Linked DNA regions of Mus musculus: region 1 is linked to region 2. The links are chromatin contacts, called in public Hi-C maps. All regions are on one chromosome and are shown on one strand. Each heading gives the region's core, a stretch centred on a gene start, on an enhancer-like site or on the middle of the called end of the contact. The rest is flanking DNA. Distances are from core to core; before and after follow the strand shown.

Evidence for each region. Hi-C and Micro-C count contacts between places; a contact is called where the count stands out from the background.
Region 1: a contact with region 2 is called in a Hi-C map of cerebellum, with 1.6 times the contacts expected there. The contact joins two enhancer-like sites. A contact is called at or near these places in 2 of 484 Hi-C or Micro-C datasets (the N1E-115 cell line and cerebellum) and 2 of 115 datasets of contacts at active chromatin or transcription factors (both in embryonic stem cells).

What each region holds. Positions count from the first base shown.
Region 1 is chr19:43,469,044-43,475,647 of GRCm38.p6, forward strand. It overlaps Cnnm1 (cyclin M1), which reads left to right. Exons shown (of 12, transcript NM_001373992.1): 4 at 566-735; 5 at 2,806-2,905; 6 at 3,334-3,381. Among named protein-coding and RNA genes, the nearest start is that of Cnnm1, 32 kb to the left of the region's middle. Within about 2 kb of position 3,193, at least 11 of the 459 cell types and tissues checked have an H3K27ac peak or open chromatin away from gene starts, as enhancers often do. A contact at or near this core is called in cerebellum, where this site is marked.
Region 2 is chr19:42,898,791-42,905,316 of GRCm38.p6, forward strand. All of the region lies in intron 9 of Hpse2 (heparanase 2), which reads right to left. Among named protein-coding and RNA genes, the nearest start is that of Hps1, 120 kb to the left of the region's middle. Within about 2 kb of position 4,036, at least 30 of the 459 cell types and tissues checked have an H3K27ac peak or open chromatin away from gene starts, as enhancers often do. A contact at or near this core is called in cerebellum, where this site is marked.

The DNA.
Region 1 (6,604 bases), core at 1,943-4,442, 570 kb after region 2:
TGTAATTTTTTTTTAATCATGGATCAATTGCCCAGGGCAAAGCAGCTTCATCTGCTTAGTATAATTCTGCAAGCATCACTATATAATGCCTATTAATAGTTGAGTATGATAAATGATATTTTACATTATTGGCAACTTATCACTTAAGTCATTACCTTTCTATTAACTTGGGATTTCATGTCAGCCAGCAGGTGAATGCTATCCAGATAAGCCAGACTCAATTCTTTGTGTCTAGAGTTGTCCAGGGTCCAACTCTAAATAAAATCAGGGACAAAAGTCATAACAAAACTGACCTTTCCCAAACGCTGACCTGTTTCTCCCGAGATATCATGAAGCAATAGTCAGCCCCAGAAGGCACAGAGAAGGCCCCTGGATGCACACTGGGGATTAACATTCTTCATCTGAGGGATTGATTTGCAGAACCCCCACCCCACCCCGGCCTACTTAAGGGTCTTGTTCTAGATGAAACCCCAGATGCTGCACTCGCCTCCTGCCAGCTTTTGCAGTTGGAATGGGGGAGGGGCAGCAGTGCAGCTGTCCACCCCCACCCCCTGTTGCCTTCCAGAAGTGGAGCCCTTTAAGTCCCTGTACCTTTCGGAGAAGATCCTGCTCCGGCTTCTGAAACATCCCAACGTGATCCAGGAGCTTAAGTTTGATGAGAGGAACAAGAAAGCCCCAGAACACTACCTCTACCAGCGCAACCGCCCGGTGGACTATTTTGTGCTGCTCTTACAGGTGGGTGTCAAGGTCAGGGGACTTCCGAGAGCAAGAGGAGGGCACCTGCAGGGCAAAGGGGAATTCCTCGGGCTTTGCTTCCCTCATTGCACGGTGCCTAGAGAACAAGGCCAATGGGTTGGGCGTCCTTGCATTACCCACAGGAAAGCCACAGGCATGTAAGAGTGGTATCCCGGGATCTGTAGCTTCTCCCATGGGCTTTCACCTTAGCACTCGAGCATGTTGGGGGGACAGTAAGAAGCCTGCATGTTCAGTAAAGGCATTCTCCTTCTGAACTGAAAGAGCCTGTGGAATCCTGGTATCTCGGGGTGTCTGCTTGAGTGTCCCCCACTGCCTCCTGATATGTACATGACTCTTCTTAAACCCTTTCTTCTGTTGATCTGACTCTCAGCATCTCTGATTTCCACACTGGCCCTGTCTCTGCCTCCTGGACCATGTGGGATACATTTATTCTCTGTGGTTCCCTGAAACATCTCTCTCTGTAAGGGCCAAGAAGGAAGGCAATGACTGAATGAAAAAGGCTATCAGTTGCCTACCCTGGGTACCTGGACAGGCCTGCCTTATGTATCTGTCACAGCTGGGTATGATGACACATGCCTGTTATCCCAGCACTCAAGAAGCAAAGGCAGGAGGATACCTGTGAGTTTTAGAATAGTCTGATCTACATACTGGGTTGCTGGCAAGCCGAGCTACGTGGCAAGACTCTGTCTAAAATAAAATTAATTACTTAATTAAAAGTGTCAGGCAGAGTTCCACTGGAGCACAGCTTATCCTGTCCTGGCCCCACCGTGAGCTCCGTCACTGGCTCCATGTCTCTTCCCAGCAGAGTTTTATAGGCCCTAGAAACAGTGATGGCTTAAGATCCGAGTCAAGATCACATTGAGTTAGAACTGGCCGCTGGCCATACAGTCCACCTCAGCCTATCCCGTTTATGCCTTGATTTGTCTCATATATATCACTCCAAGCAACCTCAGTAATGATGATTCTACCCCCATAAATGGGGTCCTTTTCTTCACCTTAGAAATGAATTGTGTTACACTGTGTATATAATGCAAGGACACATGCAGTCCTTCATAAGGAAAAGCTTTCAAATAAAAAGCTGAAGGGGATAAAATAGAAAAAAAGGTAGTAGTCTCAGGAATTGGAAAGATTTGCCTTCAAAATGTCATTGTTTCTATTTGCTAGCAAACCTTGGCTAATCCAGTGAACCTCTCTGAGCCTGAATCAATCCATCTGTCAACTGGACATAAAAATGTTACATATGCCAGGTGGCAATGTTCATTTTAAACATTTTATTATGGAAAACTAGCCAAAAAGTAGGAAGAAGGAAAAAACGTAACTATTACCTAGCTTCAACAACTGTTGATATTTTGTCAAGAATTCCTAATCCTCCCGTTTGCAAGTATTTATTTTGAAAAATGCCAAGGTGCCAGGCGTGGTGGTGCACACCTTTAATCCCAGCACTTGGAAGGCAAAGACAGGCAGATCTCTGAGTTCAAGGCCAGCCTGCTCTACACAGTGAGTTCCATGACAGTCAGGACTACACAGAGAAACCCTGCAGGGTTGACTGAGAATCCACAGGTGCACATAACAGTAACAGCTGCATAAATGCAGCTCTACACTCATGGTAGTTATTGCTATCATTGACAATGAATGCTAGTTATCACTGTCACCAGTGGTGAATTCAACAAGAGCAGGTTCTATCTCAGCCAGACCCAGAAATGGTCTCGTCTGGGACACTGAGTCAGTAAAGCTGTTTACTATGCTCTGGCTTACTGGTGCTTTAGGCCTGTGTCCTCGAAAGGCAGCTACAGTGTAGCAGGAGAGCTTCGTTATTCAGGACCACGTGCTGCTTTAGGGCTGATAAAGCTGTGAATTCACTGCAAGGGGCTTCTGAAGTCGGAGCTTGTGTTTCTGTAAAGGAAATCTAGGCAGAATTAACACTTCCCTGTGATCATGTGAGTCCATTTGTCCGTGCCCACAAAAGTCCTTGGGGTCTGAGGGAACCTGGAAGACCTGGAAGTGCCCATCCCAGCCTCAGTAAGTTCCTTACCCTCCTTCTCTCTCCAGGGGAAAGTGGAAGTGGAGGTTGGTAAGGAAGGCCTTCGCTTTGAGAACGGAGCCTTTACCTACTATGGTGTTCCAGCCATCATGACCAGCGCTTGCTCAGGTATTCTAGTTCTTAAGCCGGGAGTTTATCAGGGAAGCAGTGGGGCCCACCAAGAAAGATCTAGGCGGAAGTCACGACTCTTGTGTTGACTCCTGTTAAACACCTTCAAAATAAGCTGTTTCGCTTCCTTGGCTCGGGTTTCCTTCTGTGCAAAGACGGCATAAAAATAACTTCAGATTTTGTTTGGCTTTAAGAGGAAGAAAACTGAGGTGGGGGTGGAAAAGGTAATCTTGTAGCAAGTGCTGGGGTGGAGACCCGGCTTTTCCGAAAGAAAGGACACGTTGTTTCACGCTCTTCCCTACTACCCTCCTTCCTGCCTGATTCCTGCAGGGCTAATTGGTGCTGGGGTGGAGTAGAAGTGGAGATTTCCATGAGACATTCTGTTTTCTGAATTACTTCTGAAACCCACTGCACCCTTCTGTCCTTAGATAATGACGTGCGGAAGGTTGGAAGTCTGGCTGGATCCTCTGTCTTCCGTATGTATCTCTCAAACCCCTTCCTCATGTCTTCCCTGCCATGGTCCTGCCTCAGCCCACTCTGGGAACCTGAACCAGGCTATTTGAACATGGGCTGGGTTAACGAGAATGGCTGAATGCCGGCAGCTTCCTTGTAATGCTCTGCCGGGAACACTGCCTCCCACCAGGTACCCACAGAGCACGGAGGCTTAGCTTTTGTGTGCCTGGAATGTGTGCCTTGGCTTCTCTGTTACTGCACAAGGGATGAGCGGAAGTGTGGCTTGGGGGGGGGGGGGGGGCATCATGAGTTGCCACTTGTCAGGGAATGCAGGAAGTTGAGCTGTATGCTCTGATGGCCGTCCTTTTCCTTCTGTGCGATGGTAATTCACCCTTGGCCTTTATCTGAAGTGCTATAATATTTTGTTTGGTTTTGGTTTTGGTCTATGATGTTTGTCCTTAGGAAAAGGTAACTGTGGCGTTTGGTGTTGTGGCTCAAGGCTAGTGAAATCTGTTGCTTAGCCATTGCTCTTTCCTTGCCTACAGCTTTTCTGTCGGCGACAAGGTGGCTGCCAGCTGGCCATGCATGCAGCTTGGGGGTGCGTGCGGACTGGCACAGGGCTGGTGGCTGGCTTGAACTGCCCTTCTGTGTGCTACCTTCTTGCTAGTTTCTGTGCAGAATCAGTGTGTTTGTGTGTAGAAAGCATGGCTTCGATTGTGATCCGAATGTAATCTAGAAAGAATTTTCTCTAGAATTCCTTTAGATTCATTGGTTTAAATTTTGCAGTGGCCACTTTAATGTCAAGTGGGGTATTTCCTTTCATCATAAAAGAGATTTTTACATAGTGTTTTTATATTTGAATTTATCTGAAGGCTTTGAAGCATCATAGGCCAAGAACAGCAAGTTAAATGTCACTTCAGAATGAGAAAAAAGGGCAGGGTGTATAGAGCAGTGGCCAAGTAGTTGTCTAGTAAGGTCAAGGCCCTGAGTTCAAATCCCAGCCCCACAAAAAATAGATAATAAATAAATAAGTTTATTAATTAAAATTCTAATAAGGAAAGGTGAAGAAATGATTTGTCCCAAATCACCTAGCCAATTGATAACTTAGCCTGGATGGGACATCTCCTGTTTCATGACTATTTCACGCAGCACAATGGATACAGATTTTTAGATCATTGTGGTCCAGAATTCAGTCACTGTATGGACATGATAGGGCTGTTAAGATGCTACCAAGAGGCCGGGTATGGTGGTGCACGCCTTTAATCCCAGCACTTGGGAGGCAGAGGCAGGCGGATTTCTGAATTCGAGGCCAGCCTGGTCTACAAAGTGAGTTCCAGGACAGCCAGGGCTATACAGAGAAACCCTGTCTTGGAAAAAAAAAAAAAGATGCTACCTAGAAATTCTGGCTCTGCTCTGGCTCTTCAAAAAGAGCTGTGAATAAAGAAAAACAGAAAACAAAGAGTATCATAGATCTCGCCACCTCCTTCCCTCCCCAGTTCATATGACATTCTTTAAAAAGGCCCAACAAAAGAGGGTCCGTCAGGAACGGACCCTTGCTGCTGAGTCAGATGAGACTGAGTTTGTTACCCTGGAGCCCACGTTGGAAAAGAAGATAACTGACCTTCACCCACATGCTATGCCACACCTACCCGCAGACACACAAATAAATAAACTAAAAACAATGTCAAGTGGGAAGATATTACCTGACTTCCTCTGATCCTAGTTCTCTAAAAAAAATCCCTCAGTTTTATCAGTGAGAAGAGTAAACTTGCAACCATAGTCTCCCCCCCCCGCCCATTTTATTAAAGTTTTTAAGATAGCATCCAAAGCGATGGGTTTTACCACGGCATCTTCATATACATGAGTCATTATACTTTGTATTTAACTAACTAGAGGGAAGCATTACGTTCTCTTTTCTTTCCCATGCTTCTGAGCCTTTGCACACACATTCTCAGGAAAGACAAAGAACATTGCCCAGTAGGGGAAAAGAGGTTGTCTGTCCTCCATCAAATCCTCCCCCCCCCCCACCCCAAGTGAAGTGTGAGCTAAATGCAAAGTCCACCCCCACCCCAACGTTGTTCTCTGAGCTGGTGCTGATGTCAAGGTCCAAGAGCCCCCAGCTCCACATTTTTTTAATGTATTTATTATTATACATAAGTACACTGTAGCCGACTTCAGACGCACCAGAAGAGGGTGTCAGATCTCATTACTGGTGGTTGTGAGCCACCATGTGGTTGCTGGGATTTGAACCCAGGAACTTCTGAAGAGCAGTCAGTGCTCTTACCTGCTGAGCCATCTCGCCAGCCCCCCAGCTCCACATTTTACCAGCCAGGAACATCAGCATGTAGTTGGGAGGAGGAGCTTGAACCTAAGCCACACCACAGGGCAGTCAACTCTTGTAGGGTCTTGACCTAGTTCAACACCTGTGATTTGTGTCTCAGTGTTGAACCTGACGTTACAGAGATTCTCCCAGGTGTTCCTGAGTGTGCCTCAGGAAGCACAATCCATACTCTGTTCTCTGTCCCTCTTTGAGGCAGGGTCTCACTAGCCTAGAACTTGCTATGTAGACCAGAACTCACAAAGAGCTGCCTGCCTCCATCTGCGTGCCATGGTGCCCAGCTAGCACTCTATTCTTTATCTTGACTTCGATCGCCAAGAAATCCTCGAGCCCATGATGAGGGAGCCTGGCTTTCTAGAGAAGCCTCACACGAGCCCAGGTATCACAGAAGCACACAGACCTATGCAGGGGCCGAGGAGAAGGAGCCTTCCATTTGCTTAGCAGAGTAGAATTTAATTTAGGAAGAACCGATTCTCCCGGAGACTGGGGTTTATTGCTCCAGTGCGTCTCCAAACAGAGGCCAGTTCAGACACTCATTAACATCCTATGGCAGAATGGTCCCCAGGTAGGTATAAAACCTCCTCCTCTTCCCCCGCTTGGATAAATAATTTGAGATCAAATCTGTGCTGTAGGAGATAAGGACCCAGAAGCCTCCGATTTCATGTGCCTTCATCCTGTAGATCGGTTTCACTTGGGTCCTGGGAAGGGGTTGTGAAAATGACCAGATAAGACAGAGTCCTGTGTAAGTTCACATCAGGATTAACATGAGGAAAGGACCGAAGCTATGAGTGATGGCCAGGGCTGGGAACAGAGAAAGGGGGAGAAAAGAGAAGAAAAGAAAGAGGTGCTTTGGAACTTGTGCTCTCTAGAAACCACCTGACTTGATTCATAAAGTTGACTCACAGTTG
Region 2 (6,526 bases), core at 2,786-5,285:
ATATTGAGATATAGGATCTAATACTCTAAACACTGAGGAAAAATTCTTTCTCTAGCAATGGAACTGAGTTTTTGCCCATATATTTACTATGTAAGAAATAGTAAATGAATATCTTTGGAGAGAAGGAAAAGAATACAGAACATAGACTTGAATCTACAAGAGAGGCAGAATGTCAATAAAGACTGAGCTAAGCACTGGGCAGGTGCTTGCTTCCAATGCTAGCACCCAGGAGGCAGGAGAGGCAAAGGGACACCTAAAAAAGTGACAGTAAAGTTAAGCTGGACTCAGTAGGTTGTATTTATATACTTCTGCACACATATAAGTTATAATAATAATCAAAGATAAAGAACATACCAGTTTGAGAGGACAGCCATGGGGAGGGTTGAAGAAAGGAATGGGAAAAAAGGGAAGTGATATAATTATATTTTAATTAAAAATAAAGTTCATTTTGTTAAAAATTAAAAATATTTGATTTTATATTGTCTAGTAGATAACATTGTGTTTAAATGTCCAAAGAGCACGTCTTAATATTGCCATACTGAGGATAAAGCTATAAGATGAAGTTTTGCCATTATTTAAACTGTAGCACTAGGTATACACCCAATGAAAATAAAAACATGCACTATACATTGCACATATATGTTCAACTGAACATTGTCATATTCGACAAAAGGATTAAGTAGCCATAATATCTACCAATAAATAGATTAAAAAATGCAGCACACCTATATGACATAATTGCAATGGCTAACTTTGGTTTTCAATTTGATTACATCTGTCTTTTTCTTGATTGGAGATGGGAAGACCCACCTTAAATCTGGACCACACCTCTAGTGGCAGCCCAGTCACAGCAGGACATAGGGAAGGACTTTTGCTTTTTGCCTGCTCGTTCTTACTCTTTTTTTTTTTTTGCATAGTATAAATCATATCTTTTTAAAAATTAGATATTTTCTTTATTTACATTTCAAATATAATCCCCTTTACTAGTTTCCTCTCCAAATATCCCTTATCTCCTCCCCCCCTTCCCCTGCTCCCCAACCCACCCACTCCTGCTTCCTGGCCCTGGCATTCCCCTATACTCGGACATAGAACCTTTAGAAGACCAAGGGCCTCTCCTCCCATTGATGACCAACTAGGCCATCCTCTGCTACATATGCAGCTACAGACACGAGTCCCACCATGTGTTTTCTTTGGTTGGTGGTTTAGTCCCAGGGAGCTCTTGGGGTACTGGTTAGTTCATATTGATGTTACTCCTATGGGGCTGCAAACCCCTTCAGCTCCTTGGGTACTTTCTCTAGCACCTTCATTGGGGACCCTGTGCTCCGTCCAATGGATGACTGTGAGCATCCACTTCTGTATTTGCCAGGCACTGGCAGAGCCTCTCAGGAAGCAGCTATATCAGGCTCCTGTCAGCATTGTTCTCACTCTTACTGGCTAGTTAGCTCATCTATCCTGCTTCTGAGGCATTATTCTGCTGGCATTAGAACCTACTTCTTTGGGATTCCAATGTAGACTGAAGACTAGATGAGACGTTCTCCTGGACTGAACATCTACTGGATTCTTGGTATTTCTATCAGGAGATAGCCACTGTTAGGCTAGCCAGTCCACAGCCTGGAAGCTATTCTAATACCCCTCCCCCTTTAAAACAAACACACACACACACACCACACCACATACACACACACACACACACACACACACACACACACCCTCCAATGTTATTTTGTTTTTGTGGTGAAATAGTATCTGTGTCCTTCTCTTCCCCTGCACATTCAATACCTGTTTAAATAGAAAGACGAACTCAGCTTGTCCCATTTCTAGGAAGAATCAATTCTGAAAAACTTTGGGAGAGAAAAAAATGCAAACTTCATGGATCTATTGAATGATGATGCCTAAGTTGCTTTCATAGCTTTTTTTTTTTTTTTTTTGGTGGTGGTGGTGGTGGCTGTGGGAGCTCTCTAAATCAGTTATTAAAGTTTGAACTAGGTTACCAGCAGGAAAAAATAAACCTAAAGGGCCTTTAGGGTAAAGAGTCTTCGCACTAATTCAGTGTTCAGTGTACTATGTAGCTTTCCCTGCTGAGCGTACGTCGTGTTGATATTTCACAGACTTTGGTTTTGAGTGGCCATGACATTGAGAAGTGGTCTCTTGTGAATGAGAAGAGTCACATAGGAAGTAGGCAGTTTAAGTGACTTCTTAGGCTCCATAACCACACCCTCCACAGCCTCCATTCCACTAATTCTAATGTCTAGAATAAGTGAAAACATTGTATTTTGTTCAGTCCTTGCTGTGCTTAAAACCAAATCTGAGATGAATTAAGATAATGCCAAGAGTTCAAAGTTAGTGACAGAAGTATTTGATGGCTGTGATAGAGTTCTGAGAATTTATAAATTGTGGGGTATACTTAAATAACTCAAAACCAGAATTTATATTTACTTCTTTTCCCACATTTTTATTACCATTTCTTTAATCACCTTTCTGCCCTTTTTTTTTTTTTTGGTTTTTCGAGACAGGGTTTCTCTGTATAGCTCTGGCTGTCCTGGAACTCACTTTGTAGCCAGGCTGGCCTCGAACTCAGAAATCCACCTGCCTCTGCCTCCCAAGTGCTGGGATTAAAGGCGTGTGCCACCACGCCCAGCTCTGCCCTAATTTTTATGCATGTATGTACATGCATGCATGTGTGCATATGAATATTCATGTGTATGCGCGTGTGCATATGTGTGTGCTGAGTGCTGAATCCGGAGATGTTCTATTTTTAGAAAGAATTTTCACTTAAAACTAATATATACTAAATCACAGAAACAGACTTAAGAGAAGGACACGTTGTCTTTGGTTCTAACAGTCAGTAATCAGGAACTTCTTGTTGGTTCCAGAATTGCTGTCTGTCATAAATACAGCAGTGTCTTTGGTGAAATAACCTTAAGTTTGTCTGTCTGTGACACTCACCAGAAAGCCTTCTAACCCTCTAAAGGGTATTTATCCCTTCCCCCACCCCCTCTATATCTTTCTTTGTTTCCTCTCTCTTTCTGGTCTGGGTAAGCTGAGCAGCTTAGGCAAGATCTGGCTCTTCTCTGTCCTGAGCCGACCTTGCTCATCTTCACATGCAGGCTGTTTCCCAGGAGCACAGCATGTCCTGAGCTCAGACACAGTGATGCCGCGGTCACTTCTCTCTGATTTACTTAGGTTGCTACACAGTCTACAGGAGCTGTGATCTCCAGTATTGCAATCTGGGACAATATAAATGGCCGATGGCAGAGTGAGATTCTCAATTCTTGCTACTCAGTGATTTACATAATATGCCACCATTAGCACTTTGATGTGACATCTTATGGTTTCCAGGTTTTACTGGGCCATGCATAAACACTACATGAAGGTGTTAGATTCAGCACTGAAGCCCTGTCAAGGCCTTGATTGCTTTCACTGGGAAAGTTAGGCAGCATCTTTGCAGGAGGGAAAATATAGAATATTTAGTTTGCTATCTTTAGCTATCTGCAGTCAATTCTTCTCAAATTCAGGAACTGCAGCTTTCCTTTTTCTTCATTTAGTTTTCTGGCAATTTAATTTTTAAAAATTTACATTTCATATTTTATCCATCATTACTTGAATCCATTTCCATAGATCTATACAAATATTCAAAGATTCTCAGTTATGTTCGTGTTATTGTTAAGAATTATTATTGTGGCTTTCACTTTTATATCTTACAAAGTCACTTCATAAACAAAAGCCATTGACAGGCTCATGTGACTAGAAAATCACAGTGCTGCATTTGAGCCTCATCTGCTCCACACTCAGAGCTGTTTGTACATCCCAGAGGGGTGAGCTGTTACAAACACTAGTGTGTGTTGTTGACATACTGTGCATATTGCTCAAGTCGATAAATAGAAAAAAGATGAGGGAAGGCAGAATAATAATCAGAGAAGCTTTTTGCAAAGGCATCAATGGCTAAGTGCGGCCTGCCTGGTCAGACAAGGCTCTGAGCTCAAAGCCTGGGCTAAGAGACACAGAGGAGAAAAGAAGCGAGTCCTGTTCACTGGGCATGCAGCCCAGTGCTCTGGCCATGGACGGAGGCAGCCTGGGTTCCAGCGATTGATCCCACAGCCAAGGCTGCCCTTCTCTCAGCAGCAGTAGGCTCCCACAAAGAAGGCTACACATGGAAAAGTCTTTGTTAGGGCCCCTAATGACAGGATTGAATTTCACATCACAGCTATCCCTAAACAGGTACACTTGGATTCTTTCATGTTCCTGATGGATCCCACGGGAAAGAAAAGAGAGAGAAGAAAGGTCACACTAAGAAACAGGTCATAGGCTAGTGTGTCTGGGTTTGCTCCTCCCCTGCCACACCACCCCCAGGTTCTTAGCTTTTGAGTTCTTCAATTTCACACACCCTGTGTGGCCATGGGACAGCAATGGGAAAAACTTGCTGGTGATAATTATTCATAATCCATCTACCATGACTCACTGGAAATCGAGTGCTTCTGTATATGTTACTGCTTGTGTTTGGATGCTCTTCCCCCAGCCCAAACGGGCCACTTGCTGAGGATCTCCCAAAACCCTTCCTGGGTATCCTTGCTGCCTCCATCAGTCAGACTTTTGTTTTCTTTCCTATCCTTTAAAATGGCTTTTGCCATGGTCCCTTTTAATCTATTTAACATCTGTTTGTATCTGTGGTGCCAGCTTCTTAAAGTCAGACTGTGCTGCCTCCAGCACAGCGTTCAGCAATATGACGAGTGTGATATGTGATATGTGATATGACGAGTGTGATAAGTCCCCGGGAGTAAATGGAACATACAGAGGTGGGGATTGATATTAACTTGGATATTTTAAAGGCAGACTTTAATTCAGCCACAATCGTTAAAAATAAAGAACTCCTTTTTCAGATTAAAAAAAAAAGCAGTATTATTGATTACAGCAACAAGAGGTCTACAAAGAAGGAATAAAATGTGCGGGCAATTGTCTCGCTCTGAGATATAGTCCCATCCAATAATTTTCCATACTTCATGTAAATGCAAAATCAAAATTGTATGCTTTAAATGATTCTCTAAAGTATACTGACAATGACTTGTGGAGGTTCACAGGTGAGGTAGTTTATCCTCACTTCAGCTCAATCAAAGGGAAGCCAGAACCCAAAGACACACTTCATTAATGGTAGAGCTCGGACCCACCAATCTTGTCTCAGGCCTAGGCTGTGCTGCTCCCGGGCTGGGTGGTTCAAGTCTCAGTGTATCCAGCGGCACTGGGGTGTGGGTTTGTGATGAGGTCTTTCTCCTGAAGAAAGGCTACCCTGAGCGGATCCCGTGTTTGCATCTAAGCCATGCTGTGCCTAGGGGTAACCATCTCCAGCATCTTAAAAGGGGAAAAAGAAAGATGGGTTCCTTAACAAAAAGCGTGTTCTTAGAATTAAATGACAGGCTAGCCAAGTATGCCAGACTGGCAATAGTAAAAGGCAGAGCTTCATTCCAAAAGCTAAATGACATCTGAACAGTGACCGTTTGGCTCTGAATATGTTGCTATGGTGACTGCAACCATAGGTTTAATTTCATTATAGGATTCTGAGCAGTGCTCTAACCCATGACTGACAATTATACTCCAGAACAATGTAGACAGAGAGTGCTCTACCGATGTGCACAGGGCTGTCAAGTATTTGCTGTTACTCATCAGGATAATAAGCAGAGATGAGTGCTGCTAGCACACAGCTGCCCCACTATGGCCAGGTTGGACATGTTACACGCCTGATAGAGCTCTTTACACTGGTCTCTAAGCAAGACTGAGCTGTAGTCTCGCAAACACACAGTGGGTTACTAACTCTGCAGATGGGAGACCATGTCTTATTTATATGTATATCCACACAATGGTGATAGAACTCCGAGCTCACTTTTCTAAATTGAATTATATCTGTGTGAAGACTCCTTTTGCTGTCCTAGCGTGGGAGCTAGGAAGATGCTGACTAGTAATTCCCCATTCCTCTCCCTGAAAGCTCTGTAAATCACACTTAAAAAAAGCAACAAGCTGAATTCCAAAACCCTCTTGGAGGAGAAGTGCCCGGGCTGGTGGGTCTGGCCTCTGTCCACTGAATGTACACAAACACCGGCTACTCCCGAGGGAGCTCACAACCGATTGCTTAGCTGTGGAGACTCACTTGTCCCTTCTTTCCCAGTGGCAGGTCATCAGGGGAAAGGGCGGAGCCTGTGACAACACATGGGCATGGCGTAACTAACATGTGCTCTTTTCCTCAGGAAGACAGGCTCACGGCAGAAGGAGGTGCCACTTTGCTAGCAGAAAGCTACAGAGGAACAAGGGATGTGGCTGAAAAGTTATTTCCTGAGCAAAACAGCAGAGTAGAACCATTCTCATTCTGCTCCTCGCCTTCCCCCTTTCCCTTCTTCACCCCACCTTTTTGAACTTTTGTTGTAAAAGAGAAGACTTCAGGTCCAGCAGAAACGGACCCACAGATACAGAGATGCCCCTAGGTGCTGTCCTCAAGTCCTCCTCCATTATCATCAGCTCTCACCATCATCAGTGTCAGAGT